Linked DNA regions of Mus musculus: regions 2, 3, 4, 5 and 6 are each linked to region 1. Evidence: chromatin contacts called from public Hi-C and promoter capture Hi-C data. All regions are on one chromosome and are shown on one strand. Each heading gives the region's core, a stretch centred on a gene start, on an enhancer-like site or on the middle of the called end of the contact. The rest is flanking DNA. Distances are from core to core; before and after follow the strand shown.

Region 1 (3,685 bases), core at 708-3,207:
ATGTGTCTCCCACTCCGAGGCCTGAGCAACCCAGAGGAGAATGGAGTCTGTCTGTGGAGATCAGCCGCCCGAACCTTCTCCTTGCTTGCCTGAGTTGGTGGAAATGGAAGAGAGAAGTGAAGAAGTAAACGGAAGCAGAGCGACTGGAGATGTCAGAGGGGGAAGGGGCTCAGGAGAGGCAGCTGGCAAGCGGGAAGATGATCTGGGGGTCTCAAGTTTCTTGACATCAATTAGGGCAGCCGGCCTGGACTCATTAGTAGCCTGGGGTGCAGGGGCTCATCAATAATGAATCTGCCCCACACAATGCTCCCCCAACCCCCCAGCTGCCTGCAAGGTCACCGCACCCTCTAGCCAGCTGCCTCCCATAGTAAGCTAAGCAATCCCTCATCTGAGTTCCACCTAACTCGGGAGACCCTGGAAAGACAGTGTGGGCAGGTGGGCCTGAAGGGCAAGGAGGGGGCTCTCGAATCAGCCAAGCCCAGTGCTGGCCCTCGTTTTAGTATGTCTCCTCCCCAGGGGAGAAACCTGGAAAAGGAGAGGAGGGGCTAAACCTAGGAAGCAGGCTTTCTGTTATAGAAGTGCAGGAGGATTCCAGCAAGTTAGATTCAAAGCGAGAAGATGGCCTCTCGTGGACCCAGAGATCCCACATCTTTCCTCAAAGCAGGATCACAGGACTCAAAGACTAGGGTGCCGGCACCCATCTTTCACCTAGCCTTGAGCTGGAGTATCTTGGCAATTGCAAACAGCTTTTCACAGATGGAAGGCAGACATTGCTGAGGCTCACAGTAGGAACAAATCTAAAATTCCTGCACCTGAGTTAGCAATCAAGCCCCAACTTCCCGCCAGAAGCTGGAAATGCCCTCCTTTCCTCAAAGTTTCTGAATCCAATCCTATCACTCATGACCCCGCTTTTCACTCTTGCCTCCACCCTCCCTAAACCATGAGTGTTCCAATTCCCAGTCTCACCCCCTCTCCCTCTGGCTGGGTTGGCCTAAAGCTGGCTGCTTGGCCTTCTGGGAACTCTGCCTGCTGCCCTCCCTCTTGTGGCAGGTACAGACAGGTTCAGGCTGTAGCAGCTGCATCTTCCCTAGATACCTATCCGACTCTCACACTCCAGCTTCCTCCTGTTTGCCTTAGGAACATCCCATTCTCAAACGTCTCCCCAGCCTTCTTACACCCCTGCCACCTGAATCAAAGCTCTTCTTGGTAAGGTGTCCTGCATTTAACCCCGGGATAAATGCCCCTCCTCCCCAGCTCAGTCCAGGACATCTCTATAAGGTTGAACCTCGCTGATTCTGACCTTCTGTCATCTTCTAAATAGCCTAGCAATCACCACTGCAAGCTTCTAATTTCTGCCTCCTCAGGACCACTGAATGCAATCTGTTCACTTAGCTTCCCCTAAGAACACTGTCAGATAAACCTCGAATCCATCTTCAGAACCACGACTCACCTCTGATAGTCAGTCTCGACATCCTGCTCCGAAGCGGAACAAAGTAGGACCCAGGCATCCTCCCTGCACCTCCAGGGCCCACCCAGCCCATTGCTCTAGAGGGGCATCACTATCCCACTCAACCCGGGCTCTGTTCCTCCCCAGATCACTTAGGATCCTGTCCCTCTATCAGCTGAGAATGAGTCTTCCCGCCCTCAGACTGAGCCACTCAGGAACCCAGGCATTTTAGTTCCCAGCCTCCTCAATAACCTCACACCATCTTGTTCCCCAGCCCCAGCTAAAGCGACATCCTAAAACCCAGAGATTGGGGGCGGTAACTGAAAGGCTGGAGGAAGCGGGAGGCTGCCAGGACGCCCCCTCGCGGAGCCCGGGGTGCCAGGGTGCCCCCTCCGGTCTTCACCTGCTGTGGGCCCCGCCCCCGCTCCGCCTCGGCCCGCCCCTGCTCCTCCCCGACTCCTCCCCCCTGTACCCCGAGTCCGACCAGAACGGCCCCCGGGACAGAACGACGCGGAACCCCGGGAGCCAGGGTCCCCAGCATGATCCTCGGTGAGTGGTCTCCACGACTCTGGGATCCGGGTCCCTGGTTCCTTCTCACTGGGTCACCAACCCCCACCCTCCCTCACCTCGGCACCGCGGTGACTGCGGCCGCCGGTCTGCCACTCATTCCCCCTCCCCCCTCATCTGGCTGCACATCTGGGGTCCCCTCTTCCTCTCTTCCCCTAGCTGCGGTTTCTCCTGGTAACATAGGGAGGGGCAAAAGGAAGGCCGAGAGAGCGAGACCCCCGCCCCATAATGAGAACATTGCGTATTCATGAGGCTCATGAATATTATAAGACAGTGCAGGAGAGACTGTGGGAGGGGGCTGGTCCTGGCCTGGTAGAGTTGGAGTAAAGGTTCTGACCCGTCACCTCCAGCGCCTTCCCCCACCCTTGGCTTAGCCACTCCGACAGCCTTCTGGGCCCAGGATAAGAGGGAAAGGAGGAAGTGGGGGGCGGAGGAAGAAGATGCTGGGTGTAGCTTCGAGGTGAGTGTGGTGGGAGGTGGGAACCTGACGGGTGAAGATAAGGGGGCTGGGTAGAAGAGCGGGTGGGAAACTGTCCATCCCGGGCTCTTGCGGCTTAGATCCTGTCTCCGCAGCCATCCTGCCCCGACACGCCGGGACCTGCCCCTCTCTCCCTGCGCCGGCTGCCTGGGCCCTTCTTCTTCTCCTCCTTCTTCCCTTCCACCCCAGCCGTGGGTCGGGGGCTACAGGAGACCAAGGAGAGAAGGAAAGTCAGAGTGGGGGGAAGGGAAGTCCCGCTGGGCTCTGACAGCCAGCCCGTTCAGCCTTGGCCACCCCATCTTCATGACCTACATCGGGAAGGGAGCCCCAGGGATGGGGGAGGAGAGGGCCTAGCTGTACTCCGGACTCCGCAGCAGCCCCTGCCCTCAACCCTGCTGCCACAGCAGTGCAGGGCCTGCTCTGACCTCTGACCTCCACCCTGGCTAGGCCGGTTCCAGGGCCCTGTTTATTGTGAAGCCCCCTACCACTCTCAGACACCTGTGGTCTCCCTGCCCCCACTGAGGACACCTGGCTCTGTGCTTATGCTGAACTATATCCCGTGTCCTCATCCCTCTCCCAAGACTCTCTGCCTGTGTTCTCTTCTTTCCAGTGACTGTGTATCTTTCCTAGCCCATTTCTCCACTCTTGCGTCCTTCCTCCATCTAGCTGTTGTGTGGTCTCAGCCTCTCTCACGACTTTTATGCCTTGCTTCCCTCCAGCTGGCCAACCATCATAGCTATTTAAATCCCTCTGCCCCAAGGCTGTCTCTAGTAGGTGGTCTGCCTTCTAATTCCGGGAGACACCTCAACACAGTTTAGACTCAGGACCCTAACACACAGGCTCCACATTCTGCCTACCGTTGTGTTCCTGTACTCTAGCTGTATCCTGGGCCAGCTGTAGCGGCTATAGCCTGCTTGCCCAGAGTAGGCCAGGCTAAGCCTTGTTTGCCCTGGTCTGGAGGCCACTTTAAACTAGGTATCAGGCCTGGAAGACCCCTGCCAACACCCAGCCACAAGAAGACTGAATCCAAACTCTCTGACATTGGACCCTGCCACCAACTGGCCCCAGCCATCTCTTTGGAGGACATGATAATTAACTCCCTCCTTTTGCCAAGTCCACAGGGGGTGGGAATCTAGTGGTGCCCCCATTCAGCTTAGCTTTCCTCTCATCCCCTTAAATCCCAACGAGGGAGG
Region 2 (3,725 bases), core at 804-3,303, 180 kb after region 1:
GTTTCTAAGAATCTTTAGCAGAGCTCCATGAGAAGGCAGATGCTGAGGGGTATAAATTGAATTGGGGGTGGTGACCCGTATGGGACTTCAATTCTAGCACTTGGAAGATAAAGTCAAGCAGATCTCTGTGAGGTCAGTCTGGTCTCGGTAGTGAGTTCCAGGGCAGCCAAGATGAGACCTTGTTTCAAAACACTACCACTACCACCACCACTACCACCAACCCCTACCCCTGAAGCAGGAACAAAAACCCACTGGAAGAATCGGGTAAGCCAAAAAATTATGGGGGACACAGGTATCTGAACGGAAAATGAAGTCTATAATTAATTCCTTGCATCCTTCCACCAACTTCTTTTTTCTCTTTTCCTTTTTTTAGACAAGATTTCACTTATCTCAGGCTGGCCTCGGATGTGATATGTAGCAGAGGAACTTCCTGAATTTCTGATACCCCTTCCTCCTCTCCCAGAGCTGTGGTGTTACATACAGCCCTCCTGTCTCAACAGGCTCTTAGGATTCTTAAATAACAAGACAACACTATGGTGAGGTTTTGTTTGTTTGGAGACAGGAAAATGTGCAGAAAACAGAGATAGAGAGTCCTGTTCACGAAGTTTACTTTTCTTCATTGCAGAGGAAGTAGAGATATTGAGGTGTGCCCAGGGGAAGATAGAGGCACCTAGAGACAGAAAGCAAGCCATGGAAGAGGTGAGCGACAAATCGTACAGAAAGAAAGTGGCAAGACCCAGAGGGACAAGGCTGCTGTGCACTACAGCTCAGCAAGTAAGGGGCAGCCTCGATGGAATACAGGTGAGTGATTCCTCACCTTGATGCTGGATGGTCACTACTCACAACAGCTGCACCCACTGCTTTTATCTGGATGCTAGAGCAGTCTTGGGAAAGGCATTGTGTTCTGGGTTCCCTGGTCTTCTTCCCTAGCACCCATTGGGGACTTTGCTTTGGTGATGAGAGCCCTGGCTTCCCCCGGCATGAGTATTGGGGAAGGCAAGGGACCCAGAAGATATCTACCCATGGAAGATTCCAGTTGAGTGAAAAGTCACAGTGAAATGTCCAGTTAGATAGGAACAAAGCAGGGTGTGAATGGCTTTGGAAGTCAGTGCTGAGGGGCTAGTTAGGTGCAATTAGGGATTAAAGTTTGTTGGAGAAGGCTTCCTGGGAAGACTATTGTAGGAGAGTCTGGAAAGATGGGATGTGTTATTTATATATGTCTACTTATGAGGGCCAGGAGACATAAGAGTTGGTAAATAAACAAAAATCTGAGTCAGGACGATCTTCCTTACTAACCTGGGTGGGCACCACCAACCTGTTCAGAGTCCAGTGCAACCAATGACTAAGGAAGGGCTCTTAACACAAAGGGCTTCCCTGGTTCTCCAGCTTACAGGCAGCAGGTCCCATAGGGCTGTGAGCGTATTTCCACAATACATCTCCTCACATTGATAAAAGGATGGTTTTGATTTTGCTTCTTGGAGAAACCCAATTCAGGATACAGGCTGGCAGATGTCAAGGCAAGAGAGAAACAGATTAAAATGGCGAGGCTGTGGATTTAGATGCTAATGCTAACAGGGATGTTCACTGTCAAAGAGGTAGGTGCTGAGAGAAATGCCTTCGTGGATATTTGTTTGGTTGTTTTGTTTTGTCGAGTCAGGGTTTCTGTGTAGCCCTGGCTGTCCTGGAACTCACTCTGTAGATCCGCCACAACCACACGGTTGCCTCTTTGGATGTTATGTAAACAGTTAATGGCCCTTGGAGGGCTGCAAAGATGATGCCTTATACCTCGGGGCAGCAAGAGGGAAAGGTCTCTGGTGGATGAGGTATTGGGGATGGCTGCAGAGTCCAGATGGTTGTGACGTCTTGATGTAAATCATATTATTAAACTACAATCCCCAGCGACCCGTGGAACTCTTTTAGCGAGTTTTCCGGGGATTTGGCATTTCCGGCGGAAGCAGACGTCGCTAGCCATTCTTCTTATTTAAATGCTGTCGACTACAACTCCCAGTGCCCTCCGCGCCAGGACGAAGAAAGGAAGCGGAAGCTGCATGGGGAGCTTGTGCAGGTGAGGGAGTAGGGGGCTGGATCTCTGGGAAGGGCGGTGGGGGCTCTCGGAGTTCCGGAGAGGTAGCCGCTCTGTGACTCCAAGGCCTACAAGGGGCCCCTGTGAGCCCTGCAGCGCTGTTTTGATTTAAATCCTGTGGATTTCTGTACCACCTACAAGGGACAGCGGCTAGCTAGTGGCTTGGATTCTTATTTTTGTTTTAGGTTTATTTATGTTATTTTTTATATATGGGTGTTTTGTCTGCACACCAGAAGAGGACATTGGATACTATAGGACTGCAGTTTGACTCTTGCAAGCCGCATTATGGGTGCTGGGAATTAAACTGAGAACCATTGAAAGAGCAGCCAGTACTTTTACTTAATGAGCCTCCATCGCACTGTGGCCTGGATGTATCTCAGGGTTGCCCTTTGTTTTTTAATGTAATTTGAAATGTGTGACATGTTTCTTAAGGCATTTTGCTTTTTGAGGGGAAAAAATGCACACACACACACACACACACACACAAAAGGCTCCTGATCTTCTCATCTTTCCGCCTCTACCTCCTGAGTGCTGAGCTGATAGATACGAGCTTCTATACCTGGTTTACAGTGCTGGGGATTGAACCCAAGGCTTCATTCATCTTTGGTATACACTCCACTGAGTTGCAGCATCAGGCATTGAGCTTATGGCTGTTGGTGACTTTAGGGAGGACTGTCAGACTTCCTGCTAGGAATTTTTTTTTTTTTTTTTTGATTTTTTGTCCAGGACAGCAAAGCTCAGATTATATCTGTCCTCTTAGCTCTTCATGGCTTATCCCAAACCTGTCTTATATCTTATTTTGGAGTTATCCCCCCAACATATGAGGGACTCAAATATTTAAGAAATAAACAATTGCTGGAGGTAGGTTGATGGTTCCTATAGAGAAGAGCCTTAAAGTGATTTGTGCAAGAGAACCTTCTTAGATGTCTTGGCTGGTAGGGCTCTTGCCACCAAACCTGATGACTTATATTCATTCCTCAGAGCCTTGACAGTAGAAGAGAACCAGCTCCCAAAAGTTATCTTTTGCCACATGAGTTGCTAAGGTGTGCTTGCTCTCCCTAGTAAATAAAAACAACTGTTAAGAGAAAGAACCGTTTAAGAGAGGAAACCAGGACTAGCATTCTAGTTAGCCTGTGACACTTGCTACCAGATGAACAGTGAAAATAAGCTCTCCTCACTTCTGTGCATGCCTATCCTTGCTGTCTTCAGCCCAGAGCAGACCCATCTTAGACCTGAGAGAGATCCCTGTGCTGTTTTTTCTAATATTGGTTCTACACAGGGACTTGCAAAGCAAAGGTCCCAGAAAACCCAGTTCGCCACACCGTCCTCAGCTTTCCAGAATGTTCTGGGAGCCTGTGTGGACAAACCAGATTTCTAGCCTGCTATGGTGACACATCCAGGTAATCCCAGCACTCGGGAGACTGAGGCAGGAAGAAGGCCACTGGTTGGAGGTTAGTAGGTCTACATCTTGAATTTTAGGACAGGCAAAGCCATGTAGTGAGACTTTGTCTCAAAACGCATAAGATAAAAATAAAGTCTAAAAGAAAGAAGGAGGAGGAGGGAGAGGAGGAAGCAGCAGAGGCAGTGGGAGCTAGTGATGTAGCTTAGTGATATACTATTATTACCATCATTCTCTCATACT
Region 3 (3,510 bases), core at 864-3,363, 160 kb after region 1:
ACAGGGTTTCTCTGTATAGTCTTGGCTGTCCTGGAACTCACTTTGTAGACCAGGCTGGCCTCGAACTCAGAAATCTGCCTGTCTCTGCCTCCCAAGTGCTGGGATTTAAGGCGTGTGCCACCACCGCCCGGCAGGCTTCACTTGTTAAATCGCCGTCTAGTTTTTCTGACCCTGGAGCACCAGACTCTAGCTCAAAGTAGGACACCACCAAGAACAGACATGATCCCTGTCTTGAGAGACCTCACAATCTAGGGAGTGCAAGAGACCAAATGCCTCTGCAGATATTGGTGCCAGGGGGCCTGAGAGGACAGTGGAAGCTCTTTTTTCTTTTATCTCCGGGTGTGTGTGTTCTGTGAGAGAACCCAGGGCCTTTCATACTGTAGGCAGGTGCTTTACCATTGAACTACATCCCCAGCCTTTAAAGATCAGCTTTATTATTAATAATGATACTTATTACTGTGACCGGATCCTGATATGAAGCTCTGGCTGACCTGGAATTTACTATGTAGCCCAGACTGACCTGAAACTCAAGATAATCTTCCTGCCTCAGCATCCAGAGTGCTAGGATTACAGGTGTCAGCTAACATCTGATATACGTGTGTATGTGTGACACACACACACACACATACATTTTTTACTTTGTTTTTTTTGTTTGTTTGTTTGGTTTTTGTGTATGTGTGTGTTTTCAAGACAGGGTTTCTCTGTGTAGCCCTGGCTGTCCTGGAACTCACTCTGTAGACCAGGATGTCCTTAAACTCAGAAATCCACCTGCCTCTGCCTCCCAAGTGCTGGGATTAAAGGCATGTGTCACCGCTGCCCGGCCAATTTTTTTTTTTAATTAATTTTTTTAGGGTCTTCCTACATTGCCCGGGGTTATCTTGAATTTGTGATCCTTTTGTTTCAACTCCTGAACATTTGGGATTACAGGCCTATACCACCAACTCTGTCTGGGAGACAAGAGGGCAGGAAGGCAGTCAGGGTAGGAAGGCAACAGCTCATGAGCGGAGTGAGGGCAGTCCAGAGGCTGCAGTCCTCTGACAGAAGGCCAGTGGGCACAAGCCTGGCCCAGATGTAAGAGATCAAGCTACATGGAGCTGCTGGCAGAAGTCGAAGGATGTTCTTAACCAGAGCATACATCATAATCTTTGCCTGAAATTCGGGGAGTTTCCAGAGTTTTGGGGCACCCCAATCACATACACTGCATTTCAGCAGGATACCAGACTTCACCAGTCCTTCAGGAAGGTTGGACTAGGAAGGAGTCTAAGTGGTCCTGGAAGACTAGGAGGTGGTGGTGTCTAATCCCGGTTGTGGACCTCGGTCTGCGGCTGGAGGATGCAAAGAGATGCCCAGAAGGTGGCGCGAGCCGGCGACAGCGGTCAAGCACAGAGGTGGCCCGCTCCATGGGTCTCACTCGCCCTGCGTGCAGCCCACCCACTGCCAAATGAAGGCATGCAGCCAAAGGCAGCCGAGCACAGCTGGATATGCAAATGTGTGCAAATGACATGGCGCCTTGGTTGGGGAGCGAGCGCGGCGCTGTCACAATTCCTGCTTCAAAAGACTTAGGGTGGGCTGTGCATGGTCCCAGTCCCGCTTGCTGGGTGACCATTTCCTGGGCTCCCACACACTCATCCTGCATAAGGCACAGGCAAAGAGCAGGCCCCCTGGCATGGAGAAATTTCCCTACCCACCTGTCAGCTGAGCGTAGTTCCTTAATGAACAGGCATGTGAGGCTCGCTGTGACGATACCACACTCACCCCAGCCTCAGAATCCTCTCTTCCCAGGACCAAACCATTTGCCCTCCTCCATTCCTTCATTAATATCCGTCTCCCTGCTTCCCTATCTGAAGTCCTTCCAGAAGTCTAACCACAATCACACTTGCTGCTGTTAGTACGTTACTTTTCCTTGTGGTTTGGCGAAACCATTCTACAAGTCCAGGTTGCTGTGTTTTTGAGTGTGTGTGAACAGGCTGAAGGATTCCAAGGCACTGCTGAGGAATAAGTCCCTACCCTAGGCTAGAACCCCGGAATCCGGTCCGGCGCCTGGGCGCTCTCCCTCTTCTGCGCCACCTACAACGGCCACACGGGGTCTTCCTTGAGCTAAGAATGGGAACTCGTGCGCCCCACGCTGGTGCGGGCGGGATGCGGGACTCTTAAGACTCGGCTCAGGCTTCCCACCGAGCACCTCTCCGCAAGCAGCTTACGACCTCCATCCCCCATCCCCACACCCCAAATCACGCTTAGTAGGAGGGCGGGGAGGGAGCCACATACTAAGCGCCCTCCCAGGGAAACTGAGGCTCTCCACCAGTCCAGCTCTTGGGGATTGGGTATGGCACAGCTAGCGAGGCGGAGAGATAGGAAATTAGAATGGGGGTGGAGGGAGACCATCAGAAGCAGCGTTGGATGGCCTGGATGACAAAAGGCGAACGGAATGCAAGATAGAGTGGCGGGGACAGTTTTTTGTATAGGGGAACGGAATTGTAAGCAAGAGTGGGAAGAAAATTAAGGCACTCACTTTCTCCAGTGAGGCTGTAACTTGGCAGATTTGGCTGTAGATGCAGTAAGAGGGATGGTGGTTAGACACCAAGAAGGACTTCCCCAAAGTAGTCAAACCTGGATGCTCAGGGAGAAGGACTGAAAATGAGGACTGTAACCTGAAACCCCCTCATAACTAGAAACTGGTAGGGAGAGGAGGTGTGAAAAATGCTGCGGCGAGGGGGGGGGGGGCGGGGCGGGGCGGGGTGGGTGGGAGGGGGAGGCAATGGAAGGAAGCTCAGGTGGAATGAGTCGCCCTTCACCCCCGGAAGCGGCGGCGGGTCGGACCAGGTGCTCACATCGTGGCCGCCCACTGGGACGCCCGGGTGGCCCCGCGCCCCACCCCCGCTCCAGGCTGGCCCGGTGGGTTCCGGGGCGAGACTGTCTGCAGGACCTGCCTCGCCTCGCTCTTTCCAGTGCCCAAGTCGCCCTGGGTGGTCGCAATTTGGAAGCACACAGTAGGGAGTTTAAGTCCCCCAAGACCCGTCCCCGCGGTTGACACCGGGTGTGTGTGTGTGGGGGGGAGGTAAGGTGGGGGGGAGAGGCTCAGGTGTCCGGCAGGGGGCGCCCGCGAGAGCGAGGCCCTGCTCCGGCACGTCTCGCGCGCTCCCTCTGCTGGCAGCGGCGCTGCCTCCACTGCAGGCCGCCGGTGGACCCCATAGACGCTATCCGACCCTAAGGCAGGCCTGGCTCCTCTCCATCCTTCAGAGGTGTGGGAAGATTTAAGAACAACGATCCCACGCAGTTCTGCAGCGACTCAAGACCAGCAGAGTGGGAATCCCCAGACCTCAGAGGGATCTTTCATGTCCACTGTGGAGGCCCGGAGTCCAGCCTGTTCCCAGGGTCTCCTAGCCAAGCTCCAAAGTACCAGTGCTCTTCCCCATTTGCCAGAACTGTCTTCTGAACACACAAATCAGTATGGGCCTCTCCCTATCTCCAAAGTACTCACAGGAAAGGACGCTCCTCCGGCCACCTTGG
Region 4 (3,542 bases), core at 58-2,557, 160 kb before region 1:
ATCCTATATAAATAAAAAGGCTTTGATTAAGCCAATCATGTTGTTCCTATCAATCAATCAGTCTTCTTCACTATCAATCACCCGGTCCTCTAGCGCCCAGGTGACGGTTCCACCCACTCCTCCAGACCATTAAATATGCAATTTCCAGACACCAAAGCAGATGATCTTCTTAAGTGCAGGGCACCCTCATCCTGTTCCCTGTGGGATGCAGGGGGAAGAACGACCAATCCCAAAGAAGATATATAGAACCCACAGGTTGGCACAAATATCTCTCTGTGCACTAGATCCGCCGCATCGGTGTGCAAGTGCTCTTCACACCTCTGTGACCCATGAACACTCGTGCACACTGCATGTGATGGGTCTCACATCTGCACAACCCTGCACATGGATATGTGTGAGTCAGCCTGGCACCTCCTGAACGCTGCCTGTCTGCAGCCCTGTCACACCGCACATACAGTGCGCTGCCTCTTTGCGCTGCTGCGTGTCAGCCTGTCACCCAAAGGGCCGCAAACACAAGCACAAGCTTTGCAACTCCTAAACCTGCTCTAACCAACAGGCTCGTTCTGCCAAGGACCCATACATGTGACCTGGACAAGGATGTCAGGGCCATGTTTCCTCGCACCTGCCAACATGTGTGACCAAGAGAATCTACCTGCCTGGTTCCAATTGCAGCACCACATACACGCAGAAAGAGAGTTCAACACGCGCACACACACACACACACCGCCCCCCCCGCCCCCCCCCGCCAGAGACTCACAGAGACCGTAGCTTAATCCACATTTTCTTGCTGGGGGCTGACTTCAGCTCCAGGGGTGACGGGCAATCCGACTCCAGCATCTCTGGAGGACTGCGGGGGGACAGCTCCATGCTCAGCCACTGTCTAGAGAACAGAAGGAGGAGACAGCCCCTCTGCTCAGCTTCGGACCCTTACCGAGAGATCCTCGCCCCTCATCCTAGACCCTTCCCACCTGCGGCTGGCGTGGACCAGCCAGGCCGGTGTGTTTCTGCTCGGCCCAAGCTAGCAGGGCTGCAGTTCCTGCGGCTGCTTCTCTCACGCTACCCGGCTGAGCTCTGGGCTCCAGCTTCCAGCTCTCCGCGCCGCTGCCGCCGCCACCGCCGCCGCCGCTACCTCCGCCACCGCCGCCGTGCGCTGCCACAGCCGCCTCCTCGCCTCCCTCCTCCTCCCCCGGCCAGGGCCCCCTCCCTTCGCTCCCCTCCCTGCTCCTCGACCCGCCCGCCCGCCGGTCTACCGCGCAGTGTAGCCACTCCTCCCCCTCGCCTAGGAGCGCAAGAGAGCCTAGGGGTGCACACACTCAGAAGCGCCCAAGGGCGAGCGCGCTCACAGGCGCCCAGTACGAGTGGCTGCTGCGTGTGCCCTTGCGCGCGGGGGGGCGGGGAGAGGGGTAGTGCGTGTTGACAGCGCGCGCGGGCGGCCCGCAGGACTTCGTGTGGATGGTGGGGTGGTTCCCTCTGGGTGTGTTCAGAGTTTCTGTGAATGCGCGCATGTGGTCCCAAGATTCCACGCGTGGCTGGTTGCCCGCGTATCCTCGGTGGTCCTTCTTTCTCCCTGTAATACCAGGCCGTGGGTGGAGTGAAGCCACAATCCTCAGAACCTAGCCAGGCCAACCCCCACACGCCGCGGTCCTGTCTTTGAAAGGAAAAGTTCTGGTGGCTCGGAGCAATGCTGGCATCCCACAGCTGGCCTCAGCTCCCACAACCGGGTCTTCCGGACCTGCCTCCTTCGCCCGCCCAGAGGGAATTTCTATGTATTTTAAAGCTCTGCAGATCAAGCAGCCCCCATGCCTTCCTTAACTACCCAGTAACTGCACACAGACAGGAAAGCAAGCCTGATAGCTAGCCTGGCCTGCAGGCCTGCAGCCGTTCCAACTGACTTCATTTTATTCTGCCTTCAAAGGAAAAAAAAAAAAAAGTAAGAGCTAAAGGCCCAGTGTAGAACAGCCTCTCTGCTGAATAAATATTTTGTGACACAAGAAAGTAGAATTTGAACTCAAGACTGTGTGACAGGGCAAAACCTCTTCCATCCTACCGTGTCCCACCATGGGACCCAGTTCTGTCTCTCTGTTCTCTGAATGAACACCTACTTTGGCACCGTAGAAACTCTCATGCAATCTGCAAATAGAAATGGATTCACTGACTGCTGGTTTTCTAACAAGCCACTAATCCAGGGTTCCAGAATGTGACTTTTCATTTCAAGAACTCTGGGGTTTGGGAGGAGGGGTGACCGGGAGGAGACATATATTCTAAACTATGGAGTGGAGGCTCCTCTTTTCTCAGGTGAAGGAAGAGAAAGGATCAGAGGGGAAGTGCTAGACTCCCACTGTGAAAAAAACTGCCAGGAGAAGCAGCCACTGGGAAGCACAGAGATAGAAAGCTACAGCAGAGTTGGAGATAGAGCCAAAAGTGACAAGAATCTTGGGACCTCACCTTCTGTCAATCTAACTTCAACAAACATCACTGTTCCCTCCTCTCCAGAGAAGCAATCACAGACTAGAGACCTCAGCATCTGAGACTCTATCACTCTTGCACAATGTAGTTTACAGAATTTGTGAGCCAGCTCCTTTATCACCTGAAGAAGGGATTTGCTGGAAACTACACAAGAATTAATTATGAACTAGGATTAGAGTTAAAATGCTCTAACTCAAAAATTTCATTAGAACTAAGGATTTTTCTGATACAGACAGAGTGTTCAACTGGTGAAAGGGAAGAAGGGTTCCAGGGTGAACTTTCAACATTTCAACACAAAGATAATTTCAACATGTCAACACAGTGACATGCTCAGCTCTCCTAGGCTCCCAATTCCTGACCCTTTTAAGAAAGGGGTCATTGATAAAATCTATCTACCTCCCTTTCCATTTAACAAGAAAAGTGTGCACAGAAGAAATAACACAGTCCCACAGAGACAACCTGTAAGTCAAAGCCAAGTCGATCGAGGCCTTTTCCACTCTTTGGCTTTCACTTTCTTTAGTCACATGTTCTGGTATTCAGCTTCACCCTCCTCCCTCTAAGCTGAAGTGAAATCACATTTCAGCTTTATGAACTTCTAAAGAGACCAGAATATGAAGGTATTCTTGTCCCATTTGAGGAGTCAAAAAAAACAGCTATTCTTCTCTTCCTGTCTTTTCCACCTCTCCTCCCCTCCCCTCCCATACCTTTCCTAGGCTTTCTCCCCAGTCTCATCGCCCTCCTTCCTGTTCAGCTTCTGCTGAACTGCCCTGCCCTCACCCCTGGGAAAGTCTGCCTCCTCACACACCTTGCCCCACAATCCCTTCCAACAAGCTTGGAGTTTGATAAAGACCAAAAGTGATGCTTTGGCAGCAGGTGACGGATGGATGTGATCTGCCTCCTACAGGAATGCTATTTAAAGGGACAGCCCCACAATCCTCTCTCTCCAAAGTGACAAGAGAAAAGCCTGCTCTTCAGTCTCTACCATGCTGCAAACTCAGCTCAAGTTAACTTCTGACTTCCCCAATCTGCAACCTGGCCTGCAGCTCCTGCTTCCTATTCAGGTGGGAGGGAGAACA
Region 5 (3,391 bases), core at 273-2,772, 130 kb before region 1:
TCCGAGATGTCATCAGTGGAACATACCTGAATGATGTCACTAAGCACAAGGACATCAAATCTGGCCAGGTACTGGAGGTGGTACTGCTGAATAACTTTGATGTGTCTTCTGACCAGAGCCCTGATCTCCTCCAACAGGAACAGAAGCTCTGCAATGCTCCTGTAAAGACAAGGACAAAGACAGAGACAGACATTGATAGAACTGTGAGAGGACACACACAGCCACTCAAGGCAGGGACTGAGATGCGCCCCCCCCCCAGATCATGTGACACCTCCTTGCCTGTTCTCACAGTCTAAGGACAAGGTTAAGTAAATACTAACGAGTCAGCATAGTCTTCGGGTGTCTTAGTCTTGGTGACATTTTCTGTATGGCGAACCAGCCAAGTGACCTCATCACGAATGAAAGACAGGGCCATGAAAGCAAAAAGGGCCTAAGAGAGAAAAAAAGCCTATTAGAATTTTCTACTTAAAAAGATTTCCTACTTACAAAACAATTTCTTTTTAAATTTTAGTGTGGAGACATAGCTTAGTTGGTAAAGTGCTCACCTCTCAAGTACAAAGCTCTGGGTTCAATGCCCAGAACAGAGCAAAAGAACGGGGGGGGGGGGGAGTGTTAAGCACAGAAAAAAAAAGTATTGAAATAATCTATATGTGGATATAATTGGGTAGCCACACGAATGACATCTGGAAACAAGCATGCAGGCATACAGAAAGCTGAACCATATGACTCAGACACACACATGTTGGCCCAAGCTCACAGTCAATACCCCTCCCTCCTCACAAAATTAAATTTTAGAAATACTTAATGGGTATTTATATAGCTTAAAACAGAAAGCAAGCTCTGTCATCAATTAGTTTGCACTCAAATAGAAGATAGGCCAAGTATGCAAATAGCTGTTAGATGGCATGCTATGTTGCCAGGGTAAAACACGAAACATTTGGGCACTTGGGGAGTCACAGAATAGGCACACACACACACACACACACACACACACACACACACACACACACACAAATTGACCACAAGAGACTCAGGAATGGGGCATGAGAGATGGTTCCATTGGTAAAGTGCTTGCCATGGTAGCATGAGGATCTGAGTTCAGTCACCAGAACCCATGAGAAAAGAAGCCATGCACAGAGGCATGCACTTGTAATTCCAGCGCTTAGGAGGCAAAGACTTTCAGATTCCTGGACTCACTGGTCAGTCAGCCTTGCCTAATGCATGAGCCTCAGGCCAGTGAAAGACTGTCTTAACAGAACAAGGTAAAAAGCCTGAAGAACAGGACCTGAGATTATCCTCTGGCCTTCAGACTCATGTATGCTAACATGCATGAGCACACATAAACACACACACACACACACACACACAAATTAGAGAGGATGGCCTGAATCAGGTGATGACTGACAGAGAGGAACTGTGAATTTTGTCCAGAAAAAGGAAAGCTGCTGTTGCACTGCTCTGAAGTGACTCAAACGTATGCATGAGGGGGTCTCGAAATGCAGTGACTCATAAGTGCTAGGTTACCACACACACATAGTCATTGGTCACCATCCCTCCCCCAACACTTCTCTTGCCTTAGGACCAAGCAGGCCTGGTTCATCATTTAACACAGTCTCCAACTCCTTCACAGCTGTCCGCAGAAACTGCCGGCGTTGACAGTGAAACTGGCCACTGAGGAAGGAAAACGTAAAATAGAGAATATTGTCTTTCCCTCCCTCACAAGTTCCCCCTGAAGTAGTGCAGAAGAGAGCAGCACTTGGGAAGATGTGTCAGGCAGGAGGAAGGCTCAGTGCTAAACTCAAACTTAGAAAATACAAACATCTGTGGGGCTGCAGGAAGTTCCTGGGATGAGCCCACAAGTCTGTATAGAGATTCCTATCCCAACCCCTCCAGGCCCACATCCCACCTTTACCTGTTTGTAATGGCGTGTTCCTTGCTCTCCTTGATGTCTGCCACTCGCTTACTGTACCTGAGGATTGACAGACCAAGCACAGTAGGGCGTCATGTCATCTGTTAGTAAGTACACACACCCTAACTAGCAGGGTTCTCACTCATTCTTCTCACACTATGCAAACAAGGCTATCCAGTGGCTTAGAGGCCATCTTGTGACTTAGAGGCCACTGTGCTCTGTTTGCTTCATTCTAAGAGACAATCACTACAGGAGCCAAGCCAGGTTGTGATAATGCATGCCTGTCATCATTAGCAGTCAGGAGGCAGAGCAGGAGAATCATGAGTTGAAGGCTAGCCAGGGAGACATACAGAGAGTCTGTCAAAAGACAAGGAGGGTGAAGGGGGTTAGGAGAAGAAAAAAAGGAGCAAAAGGAAGAAAGGAGGAAAACAGAAGAGACAAAGAAAACGGAAAGGAAACAGTACACCACTGTGGGAAGGAAATGACTTGCAGTGGTCAGTTGGCCTCTGGTGATGAAGGTCAGGTCCTTTCACACACTGGATACTGCTGGATACTTTCCGGTCAACTACTTTTGCAGATTTGATTGAGATAAGGAAGGGAGTCACAAACCACCACCTTCCCTTTCTCACCCCTGCTTACTACACATCCCATTCCCCTCCACCCACCCACTCTTCCTGATGTTTAGCTCACCAGTTATCTGTCACTGTCTATCCCTCCCTCTCTGCTGCCTTATTTGCTTCTCTCAAGAAACAATTCTGACTTCTGGAGATCCTCACTTGACACAGAACTCCACCTATTCTCTCGCACCAGCAGCTCCTCCAGACATATACTCCTTTTCCCTCCTCACCTCTCACTGACCCTTCCAGTCTCATAAGGCCTTCAACACTGCACAATCCATTCCTCTGAGGTCAATGTGAACTCTTGAATCACCAAATTAAATAACCTTTGTTATTACTGTGGTTCATCTGTTTGATCCTATCTTTTTCCTAATAGAGACCTGCCCCCGGAATCCCACACTAAGTGGCCTCTTGCTCCTGCCCCTACTATCTTCATTCATCCTGTCAGCTGCTGCCATAGCACTAGAAAGACTCTGTAACCTCTCATTTCCCTTCTCCAAGCCTCTCCTTTACTGAACTTAGCATGAAAATTAAAGACATTTGGAAGTGAGAACTATCTTAATTAAATCAGGATTCAACTCTATAGCACTGCTAATGGATAATTATTTCAACTTCCATCCAGTACAGGAGACAGACACAAGATTAAGAGTAAAAAAAAAAAAAGCTAGAATTATTTCATATTCCCACTTCTCATTAACTGAGGGACATTCAGGCTGAGTCCTGCCTTCTCATTTACATATATACTTACATACATACATACATATACATACATACATGTATGATATATTATATGTGTGTACTATATATATATATATATGTAAATAATGTATACCTAAATTATTGTAAAGATCAAATCACATCATTT
Region 6 (3,355 bases), core at 126-2,625, 190 kb after region 1:
TTCTCTGATTGGGCCCTCATGCTCTCAGATACAATGCAAGCAGGTCAGCTGCAATAGAATCTCCCCCACCCCCACCCCCCCGTACATTTTGCCTGTTCTTCTGTCCCCACAGCCCCGCTCAGATCCTCAAGTCTCCGGGCCCTGCTCGCAGAAGGGATGGCGGAGAGCCCAGAATGGTCCTCTGCGGGGACCTGTGCCAAGCCAGGTTGCCATTTCCATTTTCATTAATTGAAGTGGCGTAATCCTGATCATCTCAGGTCAACAGTTAACTGTTGCTGGCTGGGAGCCTGTGGAGAACTGCCTATGCAGGACGTGCTCTCCTCCCTAACCTTAACCCTTGACCCTAACCTCCACGGTGCTGACTTCTTAGCTAGCTCCCCACCTCACACACATGGCCAACCTCACCTCTTGGGATTCCAGTTTCTATCCTCTCAGGAAGGCCCTCCTGGTGTCTATCTGCTATCCCGCTTGTTGTAATTGGGACTCAATTTTCTTTCTTTGTTCGGTTTAAAAAACATCCTTACAAATGCAGTTGCCTCTTGAAGCTTCCTGTGCTGTGGTTTGGGAGGACAGTATGTCGCTGAACAAAAGGTTTTGTTTTCCAACCCTGAATAGGCAAAGCAAATAGGTGGTGGTCTGGCTGAGTGTAAGAGTGAACACAGGCTTCCCTTCTTACTCAGCTTTGGGGAGGGTCTCTGCCTTACCCTATGAGGGTCATGCTTTGGCATCCTTTCTGCCCATGCTTGGCAGTGTCGCTTTGTGAGTGTCATTACCCCGGGAGAGGTCAGGTGATGTTTTGTCTTGCAGCATGAGTGTGTTAATACACATTTGTGTACTTCTGTGGTTCTAGGGACCATATTTGTTTGCCATTCTTAATCTTCCAGATGGACACTGGTATAAGTGAGTGTAGCCAATTTTTGCTGCTGCTATGTCTTTGTGCGTCTTCAGGATGTGTGTGTGTGTGTTCGTGCGTAGCCTCTTAGTTTTCAGTCTTCATAGGCTGATGTCTTTCTGAGTGTCCTCTGGCCGGGTTCAGAAGGGAGGGAGAGAAGCGTCGGAGGCAAAGGATTGGGCAGGAGGGGGTGCGTGGCAATCTGTGACTCGGAAAACAGACGTGCAGCGCGTGCGGGGCGGAGGCGGGGGCACTCTGGCCCCCAGCTCCTCCGCAATCCAATTAAATAACATTTAAATGCATAACCAGCCCGCGCGCCGATGAGGCTGGAGATTGGAGCGGGCGCGGCGGCGGGCTGCGCGGGCGGCGTTTTGTGGAGCTCAGCGATTCTGGCGGCAATTTCCCCGCGCCGCGCGGCTTTTACGAGCCCGCTCCCGGCGCCCGCCCGCTCCGCTGAGCCCGCCGCCTCCGCCCGCCTCAGTCTGCCTCCGCCCGCGCAGCCCGGCAGCGTGTGGTCCTGCTGCCCGCGCCGCCCCGCCTGTTCCTCTTCGGAGCTGTCCTGGGCTCCTTACTTCCAAAGCCTACCTACCTTAATCCTTTGGACAGAGCGCCCAGCCCTCAGTGCATTGCTGCTTTTCACCTGCTGGCTGCATCCACCTCTGACCTGGACCCCTTTTGGCCTGTGCAATTCCGCTCTATCTCTGGGTCACTGGCTCTGCACAGCTTGTGTTTCTCTCTGCCTCAGTTTACTCTCTTAGGCCTCCTGTGCCCTTTACCTTGAGCCCTTCCCTTTCCTCTTCAAGCCTACATCCTAGCACCAGAGTAAGAGGCTTGAAGGAGAGGCAGAAGGTGGTGGTAACAAGTGCATGGTTGGAAGAGGTGGCTTCTTCTCTGTATCCTTTCAGCATAGAAAGGACCGGCCTGTTCATTCAGGACCATCAGACGGCTCCTGTCCAGAAGTCCTGAGATTGATAGATGTGGGTCCATCAGCCCTGAGGTTAGTATGAAAGGGGCCACTTGCTGAAGAACCAAGAGCAGCCCCACCCCGAGATCCCTGATCTTCTGAAGACAGAATCCCAGGAAGACAGAAAGCAAGACAAGCCATTTCATGTCTTGTGTGGTACCCGACTCCCCTGTTTCATCTTCCCGTTCCCTCCCTTGCATATCTGTGTTCTGCCCCCCAACATATGGAACCTGGCATTTACCATATGCTGACGACCCAGGCAGATTTAGGGAAGATCTTTCCTGGCAGACAAACAGCAAGGGGAAACCCTCCTGCGAGCAGTCTGGCATGCTGGAGGAATGGCATTGAGGCCGGTATGGCTGGAGCAGGGAAAATAAGGAAGGGAATGAGCTGTGGCTTCTAAGAGGTCACAGAAAGCTAATCACGATCATGTGGGGACTAATGAGTCACAGCTAAACTTGCACTTCCACTCTGAATGGACAGGGAGCCATTGGAGAGTCAGGGCCTGAGAGTGATATGCATACTCCCCTTGACTACTCAATGCTGTCATGTTGAGAATGCAGTGGGAAACAAGGACGTCCAAGAGTGCACTGTAGCAGCAAGGAGAGAGTGGGGCCTGGATGAATGTTGCAGAGTCAGCTCGGGGTGGGGGTGGGGGGTGGTTGCGGTGAGTCAGATGGGAACCGTGGAAGCAGCATCATCAAGGAAAAACTAAGAGGTTTTTGTGTTGTTTTGTTTCCTACCAGTGACCAGAACATGGAACTTGTCATTACCTGGTATCATGGAATACCAAGGAGCTGGCATCAGGAGACATGCTTTGGACACATTTAGTGTGAGATGCCTGCTAAAGATCCAAGTAGAGGAGGCTCATGGGTCTTAGTTTCCTGTGAAGACTAGGCTGGCGATAGAGATTTAGGAGTCCTCAGTGATACTGGGTGTGATCCTTCAGGGGTCCAAAGACAAGAGCACAGATACTTCAATATTGCAACAGAATGGAAAAAAAAAAAAAACTGCTGAGGAGGATTTGGGGGAGAGATGTGGGATGAGGACTCTTGACTTGGCCATTCCTCATTCTGAGCAGCCCTCATTGGTCGTTTTCTATATGGTCCTGGCTTCATTCCCCTGGGAACTCTGCACAACAGCCACTCTGGGCACTTTGTGCCACTCACTGTTGACCAGGGCCTGCAAGATTCCAGATGCTCAGCCTTCTAGACCAGGAAAAACAGATCAATAGGGTCTGAAATCCTGCCTCCTCTTTAAAGCTTTGCCAATAGGGAAACTGAGGCCTTGAGAAACAGTTTGCTTGGGGACTCCTGCCAGCAAGCGACCAAGGCCCCTAGAGCAGAACTGAATGTTCCTTGTGTACCTGCACTGTCACAGGCAGCAGAGGGCTACTGAGCACAAGGCTACACCCATGAGACAGAGGCTCGAAGGAGACAACAGAGGCAGGAGATATTCTCACTCCTCAGAAACTTTCACTAAAGTGTCTTCAGTTCTTT

What was found. Promoter capture Hi-C pulls out the DNA fragments that hold promoters and counts their contacts. A called contact is a pair of places that touch in the nucleus more often than the background predicts. Capture Hi-C pulls out chosen DNA fragments and counts their contacts.
Region 2: a contact with region 1 is called in a promoter capture Hi-C map of liver. The contact joins the promoter of Smug1 here to the promoter of Zfp385a in region 1. A contact is called at or near these places in 8 of 39 promoter capture datasets (the C10 cell line, the SN4741 cell line, cranial neural crest and 4 more), 1 of 15 datasets of contacts at CTCF or cohesin (embryonic stem cells), 1 of 484 Hi-C or Micro-C datasets (rod photoreceptor), 12 of 115 datasets of contacts at active chromatin or transcription factors (the SCID.adh cell line, effector CD8 T cells, embryonic basal ganglia and 9 more) and 3 of 9 other capture datasets (adipose tissue, liver and pancreatic islet).
Region 3: a contact with region 1 is called in a Hi-C map of the G1E-ER4 cell line, with 3 times the contacts expected there. The contact joins the enhancer-like site here to the promoter of Zfp385a in region 1. A contact is called at or near these places in 16 of 39 promoter capture datasets (the 3T3-L1 cell line, the C10 cell line, the HPC-7 cell line and 11 more), 4 of 15 datasets of contacts at CTCF or cohesin (the G1E-ER4 cell line, the NIH/3T3 cell line, embryonic stem cells and 1 more), 12 of 484 Hi-C or Micro-C datasets (the G1E-ER4 cell line, the N1E-115 cell line, cerebellar granule neurons and 4 more), 22 of 115 datasets of contacts at active chromatin or transcription factors (the 230-238 cell line, bone marrow-derived dendritic cells, bone marrow-derived macrophages and 15 more) and 3 of 9 other capture datasets (embryonic stem cells, liver and pancreatic islet).
Region 4: a contact with region 1 is called in a Hi-C map of pre-B cells, with 4 times the contacts expected there. The contact joins the promoter of Pde1b here to the promoter of Zfp385a in region 1. A contact is called at or near these places in 4 of 39 promoter capture datasets (the 3T3-L1 cell line, the C10 cell line and cranial neural crest), 6 of 484 Hi-C or Micro-C datasets (B cells, bone marrow-derived macrophages, cerebral cortex and 3 more), 7 of 115 datasets of contacts at active chromatin or transcription factors (bone marrow-derived dendritic cells, bone marrow-derived macrophages, embryonic hindbrain and 3 more) and 4 of 9 other capture datasets (adipose tissue, liver, macrophages and 1 more).
Region 5: a Hi-C map of bone marrow-derived macrophages shows a contact between it and region 1, with 51 read pairs. The contact joins the enhancer-like site here to the promoter of Zfp385a in region 1. A contact is called at or near these places in 1 of 39 promoter capture datasets (the C10 cell line), 12 of 484 Hi-C or Micro-C datasets (the 63-12 cell line, the BV-2 cell line, the Ba/F3 cell line and 8 more), 3 of 115 datasets of contacts at active chromatin or transcription factors (bone marrow-derived dendritic cells, bone marrow-derived macrophages and microglia) and 3 of 9 other capture datasets (adipose tissue, macrophages and pancreatic islet).
Region 6: a promoter capture Hi-C map of the SN4741 cell line shows a contact between it and region 1, with 3 times the contacts expected there. The contact joins the promoter of D930007P13Rik here to the promoter of Zfp385a in region 1. A contact is called at or near these places in 7 of 39 promoter capture datasets (3T3-L1-derived adipocytes, the SN4741 cell line, embryonic stem cells and 4 more) and 2 of 9 other capture datasets (liver and pancreatic islet).

What each region holds. Positions count from the first base shown.
Region 1 is chr15:103,338,358-103,342,042 of GRCm38.p6, reverse strand. It overlaps Zfp385a (zinc finger protein 385A), which reads left to right and starts at 1,957. Exons shown (of 8, transcript NM_013866.2): 1 at 1,957-1,996. The coding sequence starts at 1,987.
Region 2 is chr15:103,161,612-103,165,336 of GRCm38.p6, reverse strand. It overlaps Smug1 (single-strand selective monofunctional uracil DNA glycosylase), which reads left to right and starts at 2,053. Exons shown (of 6, transcript NM_027885.3): 1 at 2,053-2,065; 2 at 3,363-3,534.
Region 3 is chr15:103,181,959-103,185,468 of GRCm38.p6, reverse strand. No RefSeq gene overlaps it. Among named protein-coding and RNA genes, the nearest start is that of Smug1, 20 kb to the right of the region's middle. Within about 2 kb of position 2,113, at least 104 of the 459 cell types and tissues checked have an H3K27ac peak or open chromatin away from gene starts, as enhancers often do. A contact at or near this core is called in the G1E-ER4 cell line, bone marrow-derived macrophages, cerebral cortex and 1 more, where this site is marked.
Region 4 is chr15:103,500,799-103,504,340 of GRCm38.p6, reverse strand. It overlaps Pde1b (phosphodiesterase 1B, Ca2+-calmodulin dependent), which reads right to left and starts at 1,307. Exons shown (of 16, transcript NM_008800.2): 1 at 969-1,307; 2 at 758-880. The coding sequence starts at 867. It also overlaps a transcript of Nckap1l not described here.
Region 5 is chr15:103,469,807-103,473,197 of GRCm38.p6, reverse strand. Nckap1l (NCK associated protein 1 like) reads right to left here. Exons shown (of 31, transcript NM_153505.4): 10 at 1,913-1,969; 11 at 1,575-1,671; 12 at 321-430; 13 at 27-159. Among named protein-coding and RNA genes, the nearest start is that of Nckap1l, 18 kb to the right of the region's middle. Within about 2 kb of position 1,522, at least 26 of the 459 cell types and tissues checked have an H3K27ac peak or open chromatin away from gene starts, as enhancers often do. A contact at or near this core is called in the BV-2 cell line, bone marrow-derived macrophages, macrophages and 2 more, where this site is marked.
Region 6 is chr15:103,144,848-103,148,202 of GRCm38.p6, reverse strand. D930007P13Rik (Riken cDNA D930007P13 gene) reads left to right here and starts at 1,375. Exons shown (of 7, transcript NR_045743.1): 1 at 1,375-1,889; 2 at 2,603-2,688.